2 separate regions of the Danio rerio genome follow, and region 1 is linked to region 2. The links are chromatin contacts, called in public HiCAR-type maps. All regions are on one chromosome and are shown on one strand. Each heading gives the region's core, a stretch centred on a gene start, on an enhancer-like site or on the middle of the called end of the contact. The rest is flanking DNA. Distances are from core to core; before and after follow the strand shown. Region 1 has its middle 17 kb from the start of pnp4a. Region 2 has its middle 53 kb from the start of sox12.

The links. HiCAR-type assays count read pairs that join an accessible place to other places.
Region 1: a HiCAR-type map of caudal fin shows a contact between it and region 2, with 5 times the contacts expected there. The contact joins two enhancer-like sites. A contact is called at or near these places in 6 of 18 Hi-C or Micro-C datasets (caudal fin, embryo, hematopoietic stem cells and 1 more) and 1 of 4 datasets of contacts at active chromatin or transcription factors (caudal fin).

Annotation. Positions count from the first base shown.
Region 1 is chr11:26,321,086-26,324,536 of GRCz12tu, reverse strand. It overlaps a transcript of pnp4a not described here. Among named protein-coding and RNA genes, the nearest start is that of pnp4a, 17 kb to the left of the region's middle. Within about 2 kb of position 1,801, at least 6 of the 62 cell types and tissues checked have an H3K27ac peak or open chromatin away from gene starts, as enhancers often do.
Region 2 is chr11:26,187,657-26,191,189 of GRCz12tu, reverse strand. It overlaps a transcript of pnp4a not described here. Among named protein-coding and RNA genes, the nearest start is that of sox12, 53 kb to the left of the region's middle. Within about 2 kb of position 1,824, at least 17 of the 62 cell types and tissues checked have an H3K27ac peak or open chromatin away from gene starts, as enhancers often do.

The sequences.
Region 1 (3,451 bases), core at 552-3,051, 130 kb before region 2:
TTCATAGGATAAAACAACAAATACATTAAGCAACAACTGTCTCTTTAGTTTCATTTCTAAACGTTTGATTCACACAAAATCTGTAGTAATTCACATCTGGTCCCAGTCCCTTCCCTGGAGAAATGTCAGTCTATAGCGATCGCTAATTGGTTCTCGTACTAGAAGGTGGGGCTTCATTCGCCATATTGACTGTTACACTGATTCCCCATTTAAAACCATACAAGTGACCCATCTTGTGTATTCTATAGACGAATTACCATGTTTGTAAACATTCAGGATGCGCACGCAGGGAGGTGGCAGAAAAAAAAAACGGGATAGCTATCATTTACAGCGAGGGAATGACATCTGATGCGGTACAGAGTTTGTTGTTGTCTTAGAAATAAGATATATTGATTACATATTACATATATATATATATATATCATTTACATAATGCTTTCAGTGTATAAAAACAGCTCATCACCCAGTGATAAGCACATCGATTCGGCAAAATTAACGTTAAAATGAGCGGCGTTCATCTGAAAGGTCCATTTGCGATTGCACCCTCCCAATAGACATTGGATAAGACGAAATGACCAAGCATCTAGCCAGAAATATACAATCTCATTGAAGCTCCAATTGATTTTACAAGAGGGAAGTTAAAGGCCTACAAGTCTTTGGATGCGCACAGTTTTGTTCTGTGTGGTCATGTGCAAGGAAATAATGTTCCATGATTACCAGATTTAACACTATGTAGAGCTAAAAACCGAAGTTCTGCCTAGCCAAAGACATGGAAAGATGGAACTGTACAAGGCCTGGGTAAATAATTATCAACACGCAAAACAACTGCATTCTGACAGCGAACTGCACTTGTACGGCAGGGTATGTGAACTTACACATAGAGGTAAAGTTGGTTTTATATATCGCACGTTCAGACTTTCTCCTAAATAATATAATTTCATAAAAGTATTATTTGCAAACTCTAAATAGCGAAATCATATAAGCAGCCAGTGACTATTAAAGTACAACATTGTTCACAGTCAAATAAAGTGTTAATGTTGTTTTCAAGACTCACTTGCAGGTTATTTCTGACAGAATATTCAAAGTTCTGTGGTAAACAATATCGGGAGTGTCACAAGTTATCACTGAATGAATGTTTGAATATAAAACCAACTTTACCTTAATAACTTACACTTTCACTTTTTATTCTTAATTAACCATGTTTAACTGTTTATGCTGAAATCATTGATGCAATCAAAAACGAGTAATGTGTATGAGTCAGCATAGTGTGAACTTAGAGTCGAGCATTTCTAATTAGGTCTTCAATTCATTCAGCTCCGTTTTAGCCAAAGACGTCGAATTTGGCATCCTACTGCACAACACCACATGTTTGCTATTGCAGCCGATCTTTTTTTGCAACCGGGCACCCGTGTGACATCATGTGTGACGTAGGTTGGTAAATCGTCTATAGTTTTTGTACTGATGTAATGAGGTCACAGGTTTGCAGAGTAATTTAGAACAGCTTCAAACGTGTCTCGACCAATCAGAATCAGGGATTGAAATGATCTGTTTCATAAACTTGAATTTAACATAGTCCACTTATAGACTGTATTAAGAAAATGCATCTTGATACCAGGGAAAACTGGGCCCCAGAGTTTGATTGCACGTATCTGCATATTTGTTTGAATGTTTGGTCTCTGCGGCCTCACCTCAGCTGGATCTGTGTATCCATGCGATGTGCGAGTGAATGCACCGTCGCTGTGAATTAAGAAGGGACGGCTGACACCCGGCTGGCTGAGTCCAATAATGGGACCCCTGCTGCGGGGAGGGCCAACACAGGCAGAGGGGGCCCTCCGCGTGGGGGTCACGCTCCACTACACTCACAGTAAGGGGACATGGCACTGTCACTCACAGATATGGAGATATTTCTCCAGACCGCCATGAAGTCTGCAAGGGTGGCATGCGGTGTTATGACAGGTCAGATTCTGAGATGGGTAATTCTTGGTAAGTGCGCGTACAGCAGCTGAGTACACCAGAAACCTGTCAGGTCCGGAAACCATATGAAATATTTCTAAAAATCAAATTGTAGAATTGTACTCAACCATGAATTTCTAAAGATGCGCTGCATTAACTATGGGTAAAAAAGCAGAAATTAAACTATTTCTAGCACTATTAAACAGAGTATAAACAAACATGCACAGAATGGTTATGACTACTCATGATATGGTATTTGTTATTCAAAGATGCATTAAGTGACAGTAAATGTATAATAATTAATAAAAATGTATAAAATGCATAATGTAATTTTTTCATTAAAAGGATTCTAAAAAATATGCTTATTTAAAAAATTGCATTTTTCCTACTTAAAGCATAGAACACTACTTAAAGCATACTGTATTGTTTGTACTCATCTTTCTGAATTGTCAATGAAGGTAAATTTGTAAATATAAATGACAATAGGAAAAATGTTTAAGTGTAATAATATGAAGAAAGTACAAATTTAGAAATTCATTTAGTTTCCAAAACTTTTAAACTAATTAATTTTTAAAGGTTTGGTCCACAGTGTATTTTTAAGCCTTTGTTGTGTTTATAAGATGCAAAGCAAGGTGTGCTCATGCTTCACTTGCAGAAAATCATGTTATTTTTTCATATATCTTACTATTACTCAGCTAACATGAAAATGACATGTCATATTTCCTAGTTCCTCTGAAAGGGCCACACTGAAGAGGCTCTGATTGGTCAGCTAACATAATGTGATACACGGATCGGCTTCATGTCACCAGTAAAGCGTCATGCCTCCACATGCCTCCTCTGCTGTGTAAATAGTGTCAGTTAGAGTAGCTGTCCTAATCAGATAGAAAATGAAAAGGATGAACCTCATGCCTATACTCTCTAAAATAAAATCTAACAACTGTCTGTAACGAGTGAAAATAGAGTGTGGCTCCTTTAAGAGAGAATTGCCATTTTGTGTATGTTTGTGTGAACAGTCTGTGAACAAGCATGTGTAAGTACTATGAAATGTTCACACATCTTTTGTGAGTTTGTTATTTGAGATGTAGAATGCAGGGAAAGCACTGCATAGAGCGACAGAATGTGGGTGTTTACAGCGTTTAAATACGAATTTGTAGCTAAATTGTTGCTTGTGGGAGCTGATCTTTTGATAAGTTTTCAGCCAAATCCAGCACTGAACTGGGAGAGATTCTGGAAGCTGTTCTTTGTCAAATGCTTGCTACAGATATTTTTCGAATGTTTGGAACATAATTAAAGTTACGCACTTTTCTCTTTGTGTCATGTCCTTTGGAAGCCTAAAACAGTAGAAACATTGTGGAAATAGCTATAACATTACAGCGCCTCTGACCACACCCCTTTGCTGCGCAGGGTGAATGTGCATAATCTGAAGGGTTTATAATTTCATTAACCCGGATGTACATTCTTGTAGTCCCCAAACTTCGTTCGCTGTAGGCTTTGTTAA
Region 2 (3,533 bases), core at 575-3,074:
TAATGCCGCTCTGAAGATCTAATCGCTGTTTTAAGTTATCCAGAGCTGGATGAATACAAATCCTGAATATCACAATATTATTAAATATTACAAATGTAACAACATAGACAGCAACACTTTTGCACAATCGATACCCAGCTGATTCAGTTGTTTCATAAGAGGACCGCGCTTCTTCTCTTCTTATTTCCTTGACATCATAAAGTCAGTGAGGTGCGCCTCGCATTTTTGGAATAAAAAAAAAAGCACGTTAGCTGTGGTCGGCCACTTGTTTTACTGCAAGATATACTTAACTTTGCGGAGACGATAACGTATAACCCGTTGCTACAGACACATTTGCCAAAGAAGCAAAATGGAAGAAGAATATTGCTGTTTGAAACAGACGTGTTAATGCCAAAAAAAGCGTTGATGTTGACCTGGATCTGCGTCATAAACGCAACAAATAGGCTTTACCTTTTATTTTACAGCTTATAAAGCATGTATGCACATTAATGCAATATCATATTTAAACAACAAAACTGTTAACAAAAAGTCAACACATGCGCACGTTGTTGTCTTTTCAACACGCAGCGCGCACTTGAACCGCGAGGGAGAGAAAGGAAACCATACATCAGGACATATTCTTTAAAATAATGATTTCTATTAAAAATGTAAAAAGGTTTTGTGATTATAATAATAACAGCGGGGCATTAAATAAATGCATATTTTCCGTAGAGCTGGCAATTTGAGGAAGTCTGCTTTTTTTTTTTTTGACGGAAGAAAAAAAAACATATGATTGGAAAAAAAACAGCCTATGCCAGTTATTAAAAATAATCAGTCAGTGTTTTCGTTTTGTAATATAAAATAATTATTTAAGTGAAAATAATTTAGGGCAGTCCTATTTATTTTATTTAGTTTATTCTCTTCTTCTGTGCTAAACACTGCAAGCGCGTGAAAATGCTCTGTTGTTGTGTTCTGTTATTAATATGCTAGCATATAAAAATAAATCAGTATTTTAAAATACAATATTTAATTTGTCGGACACAAAATAGTCACGTCAATTTGTTTAATATAAAATTAATAGTAATCTGACTAGTTAACCGATTAATGAGCGGTGGTTGTCGGTTAGCAAAATTAACCGAAATGAGCATCCCTAATTCCTTCATTTTCCTTCGGCTTTCATTCAATCGAAATATTTCATTTCAGTTGGCATTTTTTGTAGCTCAACAATTACACAAACAAACAAAAAGGTTACGTTAAACTATAAATGGCGATCTCTGTTAAACTCATTCACTCCAACTGTGGTGGGTCAAATTAAAGGTTACCATTGGCCAACTTTGGGCATCTCTGATTTAAAACTTTCAGAATCCTAAAAAAAAAACTAAAAAGCACTGAAAAAAATCTTTCAAAAACAATGTCAAAATTATTTTTGTTACAAAAAAAAACATATTAAAAAAACATTATAAAAGAATCTCATTATTCACACATTGTATTTTTACTGTGCAAATTGCAGGCAGCATGCAATTCAGACAGATATTGCATCAGCAGCACAATTTTGAATCTACCTGTTTTGCATTGGTAAAATAAGGCTCTAGGCATTTCTTTAGGCATAATATGTAGACATATTTTCACAAAACACCCTTGAGCACATATATGTATGTTCTTAATGTTTTTAAAGAAAGATAAAAAGCACATAAACATACTAAAATAATCATCTGTATAATTCAGCCTTACTGTCAAATCGAGTGCTATTTCTAGTATCCACCCTGTACTCACTTATGCATGTGTGTTTGTGTGTGTGTGTGTGTATGTGTGCTGTCATGTGTCTAAATGTTCCTCGGGGCTTTATCTAGTGTCACCAGGCATCAGACAGACTAGGCCGTCTCTGAGCCATGCGCTCGCCCATATACACCCTGATTAGGCTTCCCCCATCTCCCAAATGTGCACACTGACAGAAGGAATTGGACAAGGTCACTGAATGTTACCATGACAGCCAGACACGCAAGCTGGAAGGCTTCAAAGAAATCTCCTCCCATTCTGCTGCATAAAAAGCTTAGCATGTGAGCGCATGTGTGTGTAAGGTGAGATAGGGGAAAAATAAATCAAAAGCCAATATTAAAGCATTTTCAGATGTAAAATATTTGTATATGCTCTGATTTATATGCTCTGATAGTTCACCCCCTCAAAAAAATTACATTTATTGACCTTTAACTAACCCTCAAGTGCTTCCAAACCTTTATGTTATTTATTTATTTTTATTTTTGGCAGAACACAAAAGAAGATATTTTGAAGAATCTTGGAAACTGGCACACACACATAATATATTTTGAAATACATACAAGGGAAAAAAGATGTCATGATAATAAGATGATACTGATTTCCAGTTTTCAACACCTTCTATATATTAGTGCTGGGAAAAGATTCATCATGATTTGATGCATCCAAAATTAAATATTCTTTTGACATTATAAATGTGTTTGTATTATATACTGTCAATATATTTTATGTAAAAAAAAAAAACTAACATTTTTTTTGCATAGATATTTAAATTTATTTATAATTTGTATATATACAGCCACAATGCACTGCTATGAGTGTGATATTGCCTTTCACAGTTCGACGTCATATTAGTGTGTATAAAAAAGAAAATGAAACTAAAAAATAAGTCTCAAAAATCTTTTTGTACGAGGAATTATTTTTCTCCGTCATTCATTCACATCTGCAGCTGACGTCAGAACAGCAGAAACTGTTGCTACTTCGCCAACGTCATGACAAAACAGGTCATTTTTGCTCATATTTTAAGATTATAAGGCTGAACGACATGAAAAGCCATAAATCTACAGAGATTTCCCAGTATTTGCTGCAATTAGGATTTCAAAATAATTAACCCCGAAAAACCCAGAGCAAAGAAAACACTACCAGTTTATTTGGTATAAATACAGCACTACAAAATACAAAAGAGATCGACTCAGAATGTTACTTACCAGATTCATAATGATTTGTTCAGCTATAGTTTGAAACTTTCAGAGAAATTGTTGTTTTGCTCCCTCAAAGGATTTTTTATGAGGTCTCTGTCGCCATCTTGTGGCGGTACGTCAACCTTCACTTTCTTTGGTCTGTTTAGATGGCGGCCGATGCACTAAATACGATGCTCTGAAATTATAAATATTTTAAAATAAAATTTTAAGGCACTATCCTTATAAATACACTGCATAGCTGCAATCTAAACAACTACATTGTCACCTAAAAAAGCCTAAAAAGTACACTATGTTGTCCAACAACAGCAATATTTCTCAAACTGCAGAGTGTCCTCTGCTTGTCACTGTATGTGGGCGGAGTAATACACAAGGCTGAAGGGTGAAGAGGTGGTACGAGCGCTGTTATTTGTAGATTATTGCACGGCTTTCAGCCAATAAGATTCAATAACCAGACAGAACTGTTGTATAAATATACCATATATAAAATGTTCTCAAATATATCCATGCATGTGTGTATTTAGTAAAGTTTATTTATAAACCAATTTTGAGAGGATCATGTGCTTACTATTGCTTGCAGAT